2 separate regions of the Mus musculus genome follow, and region 1 is linked to region 2. The links are chromatin contacts, called in public Hi-C maps. All regions are on one chromosome and are shown on one strand. Each heading gives the region's core, a stretch centred on a gene start, on an enhancer-like site or on the middle of the called end of the contact. The rest is flanking DNA. Distances are from core to core; before and after follow the strand shown. Region 1 has its middle 420 kb from the start of Gm36569. Region 2 has its middle 190 kb from the start of Gm36569.

Region 1 (7,190 bases), core at 3,010-5,509, 230 kb after region 2:
AATAAGGAAAAAGTGCAATTTGTGTTATCTATTGACTCACTGGAGCATGGCCAAACATTCAGTGGTCTGCCCTTCCAAAATAGAAATGTAAAATGGCCATAGAACTTAGTAGTTTCCCAAACCTTATCACCATTGACTCCATGATAGAATTACAACTTAGGCCACAAAGCTCAGCTTGTAGACAGCACCACCTGCCAAAAGAAAAACAAAGCACAAAAAGACACATGGCTTCAGTCATTTTTTTTTTTTCAAAACACTTGTATGGAACCAAACGCCACAGTTCAGTGGTAACACATAGCCTTTTCTAGGTCTGGACCATAAAGAAGTTAGCATAATATTCATAATCCATTTACATTGTGCCTGTAGTTTCCATTTGGTCTGTACACAGGCATGTGATAATTGGCTTCAGTAACCACAAAAGCAGTGTCCTTGTTTCAGAACTGGCTTTTTGTCTGACTTCAGGCCAGGACATGGACAGTGGGGAGAGGTGATGCATGTCTCATGAAGGGTGAGTAATGGCTGCTCAATTAGAACATCAGTAAGTTATTTTCATACATATAAATATGTGTGATTGACAGACTTAAGATCTTTATCTTGTTTTTTTTTTGGGCAAAATTGAATAAAGCAAATTGATGGATACAGATACAGACTGAGCCGAAATAGACTAAATTTCAAACATAAGAAACGTACAGTGACCTCCACAAAGTGATCCTCCTGGCTAAGCTATACTCCCCCACAGGTGTGTAGGCAGTTGCTTATTAGCACAAGGACTGACTTAACCTTCTGTGTTCAACTATGGTGTTGGGAAGCTGCTCACTTTAAGTATAAAAATGTGAATGCAAGTGATCTTTTTTATTCTTAATTCCTGAGATTGTATCATCCCACTGAAAAGGCCAAGAGATTAAAAACTAGATGAATCACTCTGTAATAAAAGCATCCAGGCGTCAGTGAGTTTAAGTACCATTTACAAGGAAGGAGTAGGAGTAAGAGGGATGTAATTCCACAGAGGAAGAAGTAGTCCTCCGAACTGCACCTGTCAACAGAATCTGTTTTAGAATGTGCTTGCAGACGAAGTTTAAATGGTTTAGCAGGTACCAGGAGGCATGCTATTAACAGTGGATAATGGAAAATAATCTCCGAAAAGTATTTGCTTTTCTACTTGATATGCACTTTGTGTAGCAACCAACCAGAGTGGGCATATTATAATTCTCATGCTGTGCTAATTTAATTATGTTCTCTATTTACAGAGCTTACCAAAAGATTTTATGGTAGAGTCAGAATGTTTTGCAGGGAAGGGCATTTTGATTTGTTCTAGTTTATTTGCAGGAAAAAAAATTAACCTACATTACAAACAAACTCCTCTTCATGCAAGAGGGTTAAGCAGATAGAAACAGATACAGTAAAGGGTATGTGTCAGAGGAGGCATGATTCACCATGTAGCACAAAATGTGACCCTAACTCTTCCGATGCATAGTGTTCTGCTTCAAGTTCTAACATTTGTAACACTGTCAGGAGCCCTGTATGGCATCTGCTGCCCAAGCATGTCATCTAGATGTTGGGAGCAGACTCATGGAATGCCCTTCCAGGCACAAGGGAAAGATATCATAAGAAGGTAGAGAGTACACTGATGGCATGACAGTCTTCTGTTTGCACATGCATTGGAGACATGTTCCTTTTTCCAAAGCCCGCCTGACTACCAAACATGGCCAAAGTCAGGATTGTGGGATTGGTCCTGTAAGAGGAACAGCCAATATTCTGACCATCCTCTTCACTATGGTCCAAAGGTAGCTGATGGGATCTTTCAAACTTAAATTCAAGCCCCATGTCAGCAACATCATGATCTTTAAGGAGGATAATGCATGGAAAATGTTATCTGACACATAGAAACATAGTGTGCGTCATCATTATAGCTAAGGTCTGTTTAAAGATAATGGGAGTTTTGTTGGTCTTGTAGTGGGTTTTTTTTTTTTGTTATTGTTTGGTAAATGCTTTTTGTTTCTTTTTTTGTGCTACTGATATTTTTTAATTTAGATGAAAGAATTTAGATTGAAGATCCAAATGCTTCCAGAGACCTGATGGAAACTAGCAATACTCCCTTTTTCTTCATACTTTAGGAGGGGCAGAGAAAGGGTCAGGGAAAGAAGTAGCATACAGTTTCTTCCTTCCTCCCTTCCTTTCTTTTTCTGTAATAATAAAACCTCAAAATTCTAGTTAATTGATTATAGTTAATCTAATTAAAGTAGCATTCAACGGCAAACTTTTGCTTTAAAATTGAATAAGGATTTGCAAAGTTATTCATGTTTTTCTGTCTGTTAGCTTTAGAGAATCTTTAGAATCTAAATTTCTGTTTTCAGTACAAAACATTGCTCAAAGCACCTGACTAGTGATTCTCTTTACAGCCACAGTCACACAGTGGATCGTGCTTGGGGACTCTTATGGAAGAATGGGAGGACGGATTGCAGCCTCTAAGGGGATAAGAACTCCATGGGAAGAAAAACAGAGTCAACTAACCTGGACCATTGGGGTTCTTAGAGACCACCAACCAATGAACATACACAGACTGGACCTAGGACTTCCTGTATATATGTGACAGATATGAAGCCTGGTTTTCATGTGGGTCTGAAACAACTGAAGTGGGAACTGTTCCAAAGGGTGTTGCCTGTATGTGGAATATGTTCTTCTAGGTAAGCTGCCTTGTCTGGACTAAGTGGAAGAGAATGTGCTTAGCCTCACAAAAACTAGATGTGGGAGTGTAGGGGGAGGATACCCAGAGTGCCCCAACTTGGTCTGAGAAGGGGATGGGAGATAATGGGGGAAAGGATCTTGGAAAGGGGTGGCGAGAAAGGGGACAGTGAATGGGATGTAAAGCAAATAAGAAAAAAACCAAAAAACAAAAAACCAAAATCCCTAAGGATAGTGTTGACCTTCAAAAAATAATTCTCTAATTCTCCTACTAAAACAATATTGAAATATGATTTCAAAGGAGTATGTGATAAAGAGACCAGAGAGCTTATCTGGGTATTAGGTTAAGTACTTTAGAATTAATTTTTACATTTAGAAAATACTTCTGTATTGGTAAAATGATAACATTTCAGGAATCAATATTCATAAGACTTCCTTGAATTTGACTAACAAATGGCTAGACTATCTTTGAAATATTAAAGGTTACAGTAAATAAAGGTGAGGGGAGAACGTTTTAAATGACCAGAAAACATGATCCTTACATGTAAAATTCATAAGCAAATTTTTCATGAAATACCTGGCCTTTCTCTGTGCTGACATTTGGGGTTGAGTTTTGGCCTTGTTTCAGGGTCACTGGTTAAATGCCAGAGGTTTCACGCATCAAAGGCCAACAACTCTGGCTTCAATGAACACAGCGCTGTCAATTAAGCTTTCTGTGCTCCCCAGCCCCTTCCTGGACAGAGCAAAACTCCAATACACAAAAGTAAGTTAGAGGGCGCTTTTTAGGAAATTAGAAAATTATAGTGAGTATTTCAAAAATAAACTTGCTAGTACACATTCTCCACTTTAATAGTGACAAGATTCACACCTGTATAACTGTCATAATTTGAACCCTCACTGCTCAGTTCTCCAGTCTTCAAGAACCACCAAAGCTCAGGCTTCTCCTGGGATACTGTGAGGCAGGATGGTATTGCTTAACCTCTCTGTTACTTTGAAGCCTCTTCTAACAGCCATTGATTATCTCCTGGCACCGCAGCTTGAATGTGATCCACTTTCCAATCCCACAGTTGACCCCTATTTCCCTGGCAGCATCAAAGTTGCCTGATGTCAAGACGTGCATGTCTCCACGCTCCGGTGTGTTCTGTTCTCACCTTTCTTTCTCCCTTCCTCTTCACCCATGCTCCATTTTTCTATCACAATTCTATCAGCATGACTCACGGCTCTCTATTTTATCTATTCTATGTACCTTTGGGTATGAGAAACAAAGTGAGGTTGGAAATATCATCAATAGGGAAGCATGAAGAAGGGGAATTGCCTATCACACTCGCAGAACACATGGGGAGAAAGCAGAAGCAATCTCCTCAGCCAGTGGAGTGCGTAATCAGCACTCACTAAAACCTTGACTTCACTTGGCTTTCCAGTGCTGTGCAGTTGAGGGGTGTGCAAAACAGTTCCATTTCAATCCCTGCTTTCACTCCCAGGGGAAAAATAAATTCAGAAAACTCGGGTCCAACTCTCTAACATATATTTCTTATGAATACCAAATTGTGTGCTAGGATGTGGCCATGGAAACAGGAATACAGTGTGGCTTCAGACACATTAAAGTCAGAAAGATATATAAAGTACAAAGCACTCTATTGAATGCACTGAGGATTAAAAATAGGCAAGAAGAGAATCACTTATAAATTTATAAATGGAATGATTTATACATTTTCTTAGTATTTTTGTAGCATTTATGATAGTATAGGCAGGCACCCATATTTAAAGTGCCTTCTCCTAGATGGCCCACCTCATTCATTAGAAATTATAATGTTGTCAATGTGCCCTGTAGAAACAGTGCTTAAATAACAATAAAACAGATATGTACTCGATGCATTTTGTGCTGCATAGTACACAATGAAGGAAGGTAGATTTTGCATTTTGGATAGAAGTTTATTATAGAATTATACGCATAATGAAATTATAGAGCACACATTTGCTCCCAAGAGCAGAGAGTGAAAAGGAGACAGGTGAATGTGTGGAACTGATGACTTTATAGGGGCTCAGTGTAGAGGAATGAGAGTGTGAAGTTCCAGCCATTGATAGTGTGTGTGTGTGTGTGTGTGTGTGTGTGTGTGCTTAATCACAGGAGTCTCACCTAGTGTTCTTGGCGAGGGCAGGAAACCCTCTTACTTGCATGAAAATCAGTAACCATTCCTTCTTTGGTAGGCTTTCTCTCAGAGAAACTACTTAACCAGAGCCTAACCTGCTAAGAATTCAGAGCCTTGCTTTTGGGGAGTAAGAGAAGTGTCTATGTACTATAGCAGCCACCGGATTTTATGGAACAACTGGAAACACTCAGACTCTGGGAATGTTCCCAGCACAGAACCATAGACTCTTTGAATGAGTAAATACTAACTGGAATCTGAAGGCATCCCAAAGGCAAAATTGCTAAAGGCTTAGTCACCAGACTGTGGTGTTAGTGGGGGATAGAATATTATAGGAGGGTCAGGTCACTGGAGTGCTCCTTTGAAGGGGATTGTGGATACAAGCTCTTGTCCATTTCTCTCTTTGTTCCATGGTTATGATGTAGAGGGAAGATTTACTCTGTCACGTGCTTCCTGCTCTACCATAGGCTCAAAGCAATATGGCCAACTAACTTGCTCTGTGAGCTGTGCAACCACTAGTTATTTCATCTATTTCAAGTGGATTATATAAGATATTTTGTCACCTTCTTGAAAAGCCAACTCTCACAGTTCCTTATCTCCCTGTCTACACATGACTAGAAACATGTTTATAGAAGTTGCTTTCACACAATACTTGCTTTGAACTACCAAAAGATTGAAATCATTTGTAATATAGGAGAATTCGGACAAAAAACAAAAACCACTTGATTTGTAGTCATGTCCTTGGATGCAAGGTGAGGGGAGTCATTTTTCTTTTCTAACAGCACTCTGCCAAGCGGGATGGGGGTGGGTAGGGGAGGTGGGGGGGTTGATTTTGCTAGTGTGAATCTTTCCAGAGGAGAATGATGAAAGAAAGCCTAAGTGAAGTTAAGACAGCCATGATCACTGCAGTTTCCAAGGACTGATAAAGAACTGAATTAATGATTTATATGCTTATGAAACTTCCAAAATGTGAAAAGGTGTTGATGTGAAATTCAGGACCTTAAGACTAAATTAATGAGTCTGAAGAAGGAAAGTGATAAAGACTTGAGGCTGGGGATTAGAAAGCCTCAACTTCAGTTTTCATGCGATTGATGATGAAGTTTTCTCTTCAAGATTTCTTAAGCTAATTCTTTACTTAAAGTCTGATGCTTTTGTTGATAACTTTAAAAAGTTCTGCTTTCAAAGAATGTCTTGATTCTAGTCAGTCTGCTTGGAACATACAAACCTGCACAGGTGAGTTGTGTGCAGTTCCCTGAGCCCCATGTACTATCTCTGGGCTTGTTTTTCAGTTCTGGTGACCATTGTGGGACCCTCAGAGCCTCCTATTATTCTGTAGAAAACTGAGGAGATCACAAGAAATACTAATTTGGAACATTTCTCTACCTGTGCCTTGCCAGTGAGGTCTACCTGAGGCACAGCCAGCATAGTCCGTTACCCTAAACTTTATTGTCTGTCCCACATCCCACTCCTCCTTTTCCTGAGAAATCCTGCTGCCATCTGAAACATCTAGCCAAAACCAGGGAAAACTAGAAGCCTAAAGGACAGTGTATTGGCACAATCAACAAGTCTCAGGGCAACAGGCACTGCTAGAGCCCAGATATCCTGCTTCAGCACAACCTGTTTATCCTAAGGAAACTGAAGCACAAGGAAAGGATCTTTAATCCTATTTTATAAAGATAATAAGGACCTTTTAAAAGGACATGGATAAATAACTTAAGGGAATAAAGGAAAATACATTCAAACAGGTAGAGGCATTAAAAGAGGAAGCAAATAAATATAATGAAATACAGAAAATAAAATTAAACAAGTGAAGCATATAAATAAAACTGCCCAAGACATGAAAAAGGAAGTTGTAGTAAAGAAAACACAAACTGAGGCAATCCTGGAGATGGGACACTTAGGAAAGGGAACAAGAACTACAGACATAAGCCTCACCAACAGAATATAGGAGATGGAAGAGAGAATCCGAGATAGAAGATATAGTGATTTCTTCTATCATATATTTTAAAAAGTTCATAGCATAAAACATTCAGGAAATCTGGGACACTATGAAAGACCAAACCTAAGAATAATAAGAATAAAAGAAAGAGATTACCACCTCAAAGGCCCAGAAAACATCTTCAACAAAATTATAAAGGAAAACTTATCTTAACCTAAAGAAAGAGATACTTATTAACGTACAAGAAGCTTACAGAACACCAAATAGATTGGACAAGAAAAGAAAATATTCCTCTCACAAAATAATCAAAACATTAAATATTCCAAACTAGAAAAGAATTAAATCTGCATTTTTAAAATGGCCAAGTAACATATAAAGGCAAACCTATCAGAATTACATGTGCTTTTTCATCTGAGATTCTA
Region 2 (7,134 bases), core at 1,054-3,553:
TGAACTTGAGGCAGGCTATTCCTCTTTATTAGCTTAAGTGAACAGTACTAAAATTCTAGAAGTTTCCACTCACCTGTGGGAGGATGAGAAACACAATAGGGAGTGAAAAGACAGAGGTCTGGTGAGGCTGCATCGATACTAATGTGTGAGCGCTTTATAACACAAAGCAAAAGGGTGGAACATAGGCTCTCATTGGTCAAGCTTTCAGTGCTAAAAGAGCCAGAATCCTTTGAAGTCATAAGCTGGGGTCAAGTTTCTCATGTCACTGTATAGCAGAGACCAAGGAGGTTACCAATGATGGCTGTGGTTTCAGGCTCTGAAAGAAGATGGCTTCCAATAAAGCATTTCATAGTTGCTAATGTGTAGCAGCATCTCATGAATAAAGAGGCCACGATGCTGGTGTTGATGAGGACTCTGAACAAGAATGCGTTCTAAGTGGTGGTTTGCATGGGAATGCCTCCCATAGGCTCAACTCATATGTTTGAATACGTGACCCCCAAATGATGGGACTGTTTGGGAAGGATTAGGAGGTATAGCCTTGTTGGAGGAGGTGTGCATTTGAGGGTGAGCTTTGCATTTTAAAATCCCATGCCATTCCCAGTTAGCCCTCTCTGCCTTGCATTTGTGGACCAAGATGCAAGGTCTCAGCTACTGCTTTAACTGCAGCCATGCCAGCCTGACGGCTGCAGTGCCATAATGGTCATGGACTCACCCTCTGAAACTATAACCCCAAATAAATTCTTCTATAAGTTGTCTTGGCCATGGCATCTCTTGTGCCACCAATAGAAAAGTAATGAAAAGGTGACATTTTAGATTGGGTTTTCCTTTTGTTTTAGTTTCATTTTTTGGTTGTTGCTCTTTTTACCTTTTGAGATAGGCTCTCTCTAAATTGCTGGCCTTCAATTCAATTGTCTCTGCAGGAAGCAGATCTTGAACTTGTGATCTGCCTGCCTTGGCCTCCTGAGTAGCTAGGATCACTGGTCTGTGCCATCACTCCTGTCTATCTTGTGTTGCAAGAAACTTTCTGAAATGCTCACATATCTGGGGGACTAAGTTTCTGGGAGCAGGTAGCATAGTTCTGAATGTGAAAAGGTCCTTGTTCTCCTTTTAATGTTAAGTCCACTGAGTTTAGATCAGTGCAACTATGAAATGAAGGTAACCTTTACAACTTCTTATAGCTTATGGCTGCCCACCCCCATTCTTTCTATTATCTGCTGAAAATAAAAGCCTGAAGGTGGAGATCTATATTGCTTTTAAGAGCATATTGACGCACTGAGCTGGAAATGGCAGTGCTTTTAATAAGGTACCAATGACACAAATACTATCAAAATGTTAGTTTTGTGGTCCTTTACTTAGAGCAGTGTGGTGTTTTGGTAAATAATATTTAAACTCAGAGCAGTAATTAAGTTACATGACCATGCCTCATGACAGTCTGTTAATATTCTCTTCATTATGGAATTTGGCCTTCAGTGTCCAAAGGGGAACAAGGAGTCACCATCAAATTTGCTAATAAGGGATTAAGTAGAAACTTGACAGCTGCTAATCAACTGGCCGTGCCTTTTGGGTGTTGCTGGAAGTCATATCGAAACTGTTTTATTCCCTTATTAGTGCTGGGGTGAAAGGGGATACTAGGTATGTTCTCTGCCTCTGAGTCCCAAGTCCAGCCTGTCTCTGTCTCTGTCTCTGTCTCTGTCTCTGTCTCTGTCTCTCCTCTCCTCTGTCTCTCTCTCTCTCTCTCGCACCCCCTCCCACTCCTCCATTCTGTCTCACAGTTGTATTTGAACTTTTGACCCTCCTGTCTCAGCCTCCTGAATAGGTAAGATCCCAGTCCTGCATGGTGCTAAGTCAAAGTGGCTCCAACTTTATGGAGATAGTCAATTTGCATAGGAGTTTCTTAGAGAGAGACTAATATTCTCTAAGGTTTACCAAGTACATCAGTCTCTGACTTGGTCCAATTTAGCTTGTGGATTTAGCATGCCGATTAAATCTGAGGAGAGAATTTAGTTACCAAGTTTTTCTTTTCGAATCATTTCGAATTTTAAGTATACACATTTTGCAAGTCCTTCTTTTACAGACAGCTTTAGGTTGGATGCTGAAGGAGAGAGAGGATAACAGAAACGAGAAAAAGCTAAAGGGATGTGTAAGGAATAGAAGAAGGCTAAAAAGCTGAAGAACGGCAGAGAGGTTAGTGAGAGGGGAAAAAAAAAACAAAAAAACAAAAAAACAGAGAGTACGGAGTACAGGCTCTGCGCCACTAGAGGGCAGGGCAGCACTGGGTAGAACGCCATCTTTAGCAAGTTCTTCCCCCTCTAAAAAGAAACCTGGGGCTGAAAATGAGAAAGGGAAGAGGGAAGGCATGGAGGAAATTAGGAACGAAGGGAGTGCAGTTGGGTGTAAGACAAGTTTCTTTTCAGATTCAAGCACGAGAGCAAGAGGAAGAGAGGAAGGATCATTTTTCTGTACCCTGACAAGACTTAAAGTGAATGTTTCCCAGCACCTGAAAGGCAGGGACTGAAAGACTACCATTTGTTGCTCACCTAAGGATTTTCCCCCTCTTCTTCCCGGAAATGCTCAATCTTAACAATAGATCTTTCCAAGAACTGTCTGGGAAGTATAAATAGCTGGCTGCAGCTACAGTTTGAGATTTTGACGTTGCTGTCTATTTCTTCTGCTTCTGGTTTTTACAGAGGATTTTTTTTTTTCTCCCAAGTCTCCGTCCGACGCAGCCAACTGAAACAATGTTTTTTTTCCTTTTTCTTTTTTCCCTAGACAAGTAATTTAAAGACCTAACATTTTCCTCTACAGGGAGGGCGTCGACAATAGCAACTCATTGTTTTTAAGTGATTTCATTTAAATCCACATAAAACAAGATGAAGTACGTCACAATGACCCCCTCCTCTTTTTAAGGTTATAACCTATTTTAATGACTGCTTTGATATACGTCGCATGGCATCTTAAAAATTCAGAAACGGATGTCTCTGAATTTAGATTTAGAATCAAGATATGCAGCTTTTAGTACAACATGCTTTTGAGAGAATTGTAAAGATGGCGTCTTGTTAGGGCTTAACAAGAGACGAGCTAAAAAGGCTCCACTGTTCAGTGGAAATAGCTTGCTCCCATCTTCAGTATCTAAAAACTGCGTGTGTGTTTTATTCAATCATTACTTAAAAATTAAGACACTGTTGGGGACCAGAGATAAAATGTGTCTGGAATGTTTTTGGTGAATGTTTCAAGACTGAGAGAAAGTCCTTTTAGAAAGGAATTTGACTATAGGTGGCTCTTGCTTTAAATAGTAGCTGTACCCTCTGAAACATATCTGTCAATTGATTTTTTTCTAAATGGAATTATGTTTTTTTATTGACTCATGAAAATTTCAGAAGTGCTTTTTATTATTTTCCAGTGATATCTACATTTAGCTTTGAGGTTTTTCTTCCTTGCAAGTAAACAATATGAAAACATTCCCAGAAGCGCAATGTTTGTAAAATGTAGGCCTCGGTTTCAGTTGTCTGCAAACAGTTTCTCTGTTCTTTATGTGTTTCAGTCAGGGATTGAATTTTTGGGCAAAGCTAAGCCATTGCTGTGTGTAAACATAGGTCTTGGTTATCGTAGCATTCAGACTGCTCTCAGGCCACTTTTAAAGACACATAAGCCATCATTTCCAGGCCTCACTTCCAGTCTTCAGTGTGATGTAACAGCTGTCTCTTGTTTAGTAGAGGAAATGTCTGAGAGGAAAAACAGTTCCCGAGTTATCCTGTCTACAGACAGCTCTTCCACTATCATTTCCTCATTAGCTGAGAAGCGTGGCAGCATGACTTTGTCGGGAAAGAACAACGATGCTCTTTTCCTGCGACCAGGGAATTTAGAGCTGGGGAAGACGCTTCTTCAAGGCTACCAGGTTTGTTTTAAATTCATAAAATAACCCATTCCCTAAAAGAAGAATGGTAGAATGTCAAAGCTGTTCAGTAAAACACAACTATTTAAACCAAGTGTCAGGTGGGTAGTTAGTTACTCTGGAGACTTTTCTCCCAAAAGAATTTGGAATACACTAACACTAGGTATGAAAAAAGTAAATAAACAAAGAATGAGAAATATATCTTTCATCACGTTTACATGCAGATAAAATCAACTTAAGCACAGAACATGGATAATTTGTAAATGTCAATTTCTTTAAAAAGTGAATCTAAATTTTATGAATTTAAAAATTTGTCACATAGCTTGTGTGTACTACCCCTAGATTAAAATGGCCAAATGTTGACTACAGTCATCATAGAACCAAAGCTGAGCCAATTAGGATTTACCAGTCTTCTTTCTTTCTTCATACAACTGTCTCAGCATGGTAGTAAAGGTTCTTCATCCCAGCTAAGAAGGTAGGGGCATATGGAACTCTGTGAGTTCAAGATCTGCCTGTGTCTACACAGTGAGTTCCAGGACAGACAGGGCTACCTAGTGAAACTCTATCTCAAAAGACAAAAAACAAAATAAAACAACAACAAAAAAATTCAAAGATTGTGTTTTGTGAGAGATTCCCAATAAATTAACACAGCCAAAATTGAGGAGTTATTGTTTAAATTTATTTGAGAGGCTACTAGTAAGATATTAATTTTACTATCATTACTTCTGTTATTATTTCTATGGATAAAACATGCTTGTTATTTCACTTGACATGTTTTCTGGTTCCACAGGAAGATGCAGACAATGGAGTACAGATACATAATACCCCACTGTATATCTACAACATATTCTCTATCCATTCACCTGGCTGGTTCTACATCCAGGTTATGACATGTATGCACCTTTCCTTACTCTGGTTTCATTTCCTTTGAAGAGATGCTCCAAAGTGAGATAGCTGGGTCATATAGCAGTCCTATATTGAGTTTTATTTGTAAAGAACTTCTATATTATTCTCTATAATTGTCATACTATAATTCACATTGGTGTTAATCTGACCAAGAATTAATATTCAGCATGTAAAAGAAACCCCTACTCCCCAAATAACCCTTAAACCTACATAACAATTAAAAATGGGAAAATGTTCTGGGCAGAAACTTCATAACAGGAAAGAGGAAATACAAATAATAATTTTCTTCCTAGCTCGTGAGTAACAGACAGATTAATTAAATTATCCATGTTAACACAGCTAATTAGCAGAGAAGCAAGGAGTCTAACCTCTGTGAGGTCACCGGAACCCTCTGGTGCGCACCATTTTTGGAGAGTTACTGACCCAGAGTGTATGCTTTCAGCAAGATGGCACCAGGGATATTCATTAGAACGTCGATCAAATTTGATTGAGCCATTGCCTTACTTTCACACCCTCAGCCCCCTCCCCCCCAGGCCCATAATTTAATTTGCATTTTGCAATTGTATTTGTCATTGAGTCTAATTAAAATTTTTCCAAGATTTCTCACATTTGCCAATTTTGAGAAATGCTTTGGCATTTTCAATGAGACACTTTCAAAACAGCTTTTAATAGAAGAAAAAGGGAATGCTTTTTAGCATGTACTGACTGAGAAATACTGGAAGGGAGAGAGCATTTCTTTTAGTCCAACCATGAATCAGGCACAGAGCTGCAGCCAGGTCTTTCAGACTATCTGAGACACTGACTCACGTGTGATATCATGACTTGAGCTCTTCCATCGTTTAACCAAATTGTGTGGCCCTCAAAGGTCAACATGATGAAATCACTCATTCAGAAACTCCTTGTCAAGAACCCACAGCATTACGCAATTCAGTTATTTTGTATAGGTATCTAAAGAAGAGTTGAAAGTAGGAGTTGCTTGATCATAACATTGATTTTTTTCTCTAAGTCAGTTTTGGGGTAGGGATGATTATCTGTTTACTTTCATTTCGTATGGAACAATTGGATAAAGAACTGGGATTGACATAAACCATTGAAGGTCAGTGAGAAGAAAGCAGTGGGTAAATAAATATAATACATACCATTAAGTATTTAGAAACATTGTCTTTATCAACTACCGTAACAGGAAACAGTGTTCTTGTCTGCAGCCAGCTCAGGATATGTTTGTGTCACAGCCACAGAGACTGTGAAGGTATTGACAACTGCTGTCATCTCTCTGGGCCAGACTGTGGCTATTTTGTTATGTATGTCTCTCTTTTGGTCTAATACTCTGTTCTATTGTTTTCATTTCAATTAATATACATATACATACATACACATACATATATATACATATAATATATAAATGTATATTTATATATGATGATTCAAGGTGATATTTGAAACAATGAAGTTCAACCTTTTCTCTAGTCACACACCCTTTCCGACCTCTGTCAATATTCTACATACAGCTTTACAAGTTTTACTTTTCAAATGTGGGGAGAATGTACAGAAATATGTACAGAGAATGTACATATTTCTGTGTCGGACTAACCACGCAACATATTATCCTATAGATCTATCCATGTTGCTCCAAATGGCAGGCTTTCCTTCTTTGTAGATGAAAAATATTCTATTGAGTAAATACACACCAAGTCCTTTGTATCTATTCAAAATTCTGCTGGTTGGCACACTGATTCCATATCTTATTGGCATATCTCTTGATCTTGTTGTTTCTTCTCCATAGGGCTGTTTCACAAGCCTCATCAATAGGGATGCAGTCAGGGAACAGATGGTGGCGCATCCCACTTTACTCCCACTTCTTGAGGTTTTTTTTTAAGGCTCCAGTTAGCACTCACGTTTCACTGGAGTTTAAAAGTGGGAGGAGGACTAAGCTGATGATAAAGCACAGAAGAATTTATTCACCCGCTTCAGCCTCCACAGTGCCTTGATTCTGAAGACCAGAAAGAAGTCACAGATAGGAAATGAAATCTCATTTTTCATGCATCTTAAGTGTCAACCCTTGTAGCAGCAAGGACAGGGAGAGATGGTGTAGTAGAAAGGGCAGGGAGAGAAGGGCCTCAGTGAGTCAGTTCGTTTTCACAAATTTCTAAATTAAAAACATTTCCTCAACCCCAGGGCATACTCACCTGTTCCTCTTGGGAAAATATAATCTTGGCTTGTCTATTGTCTCACCTTCCACTGCTGACCTTGGAGACTCCAGATGCTATTATATATATAATTCTGGCTGCCCATCTACTACTTCTGGTGCAGCTAGGATCCAAGGAAGCCCTGCACCA

Evidence for each region. A called contact is a pair of places that touch in the nucleus more often than the background predicts.
Region 1: a contact with region 2 is called in a Hi-C map of cortical neurons, with 4 times the contacts expected there. The contact joins two enhancer-like sites. A contact is called at or near these places in 1 of 15 datasets of contacts at CTCF or cohesin (the NIH/3T3 cell line) and 16 of 484 Hi-C or Micro-C datasets (adipose-derived mesenchymal stem cells, cardiomyocytes, cerebral cortex and 7 more).

Annotation. Positions count from the first base shown.
Region 1 is chr3:80,306,807-80,313,996 of GRCm38.p6, forward strand. No RefSeq gene overlaps it. Among named protein-coding and RNA genes, the nearest start is that of Gm36569, 420 kb to the left of the region's middle. Within about 2 kb of position 4,260, at least 25 of the 459 cell types and tissues checked have an H3K27ac peak or open chromatin away from gene starts, as enhancers often do. A contact at or near this core is called in cortical neurons, where this site is marked.
Region 2 is chr3:80,077,703-80,084,836 of GRCm38.p6, forward strand. No RefSeq gene overlaps it. Among named protein-coding and RNA genes, the nearest start is that of Gm36569, 190 kb to the left of the region's middle. Within about 2 kb of position 2,304, at least 48 of the 459 cell types and tissues checked have an H3K27ac peak or open chromatin away from gene starts, as enhancers often do. A contact at or near this core is called in cortical neurons, where this site is marked.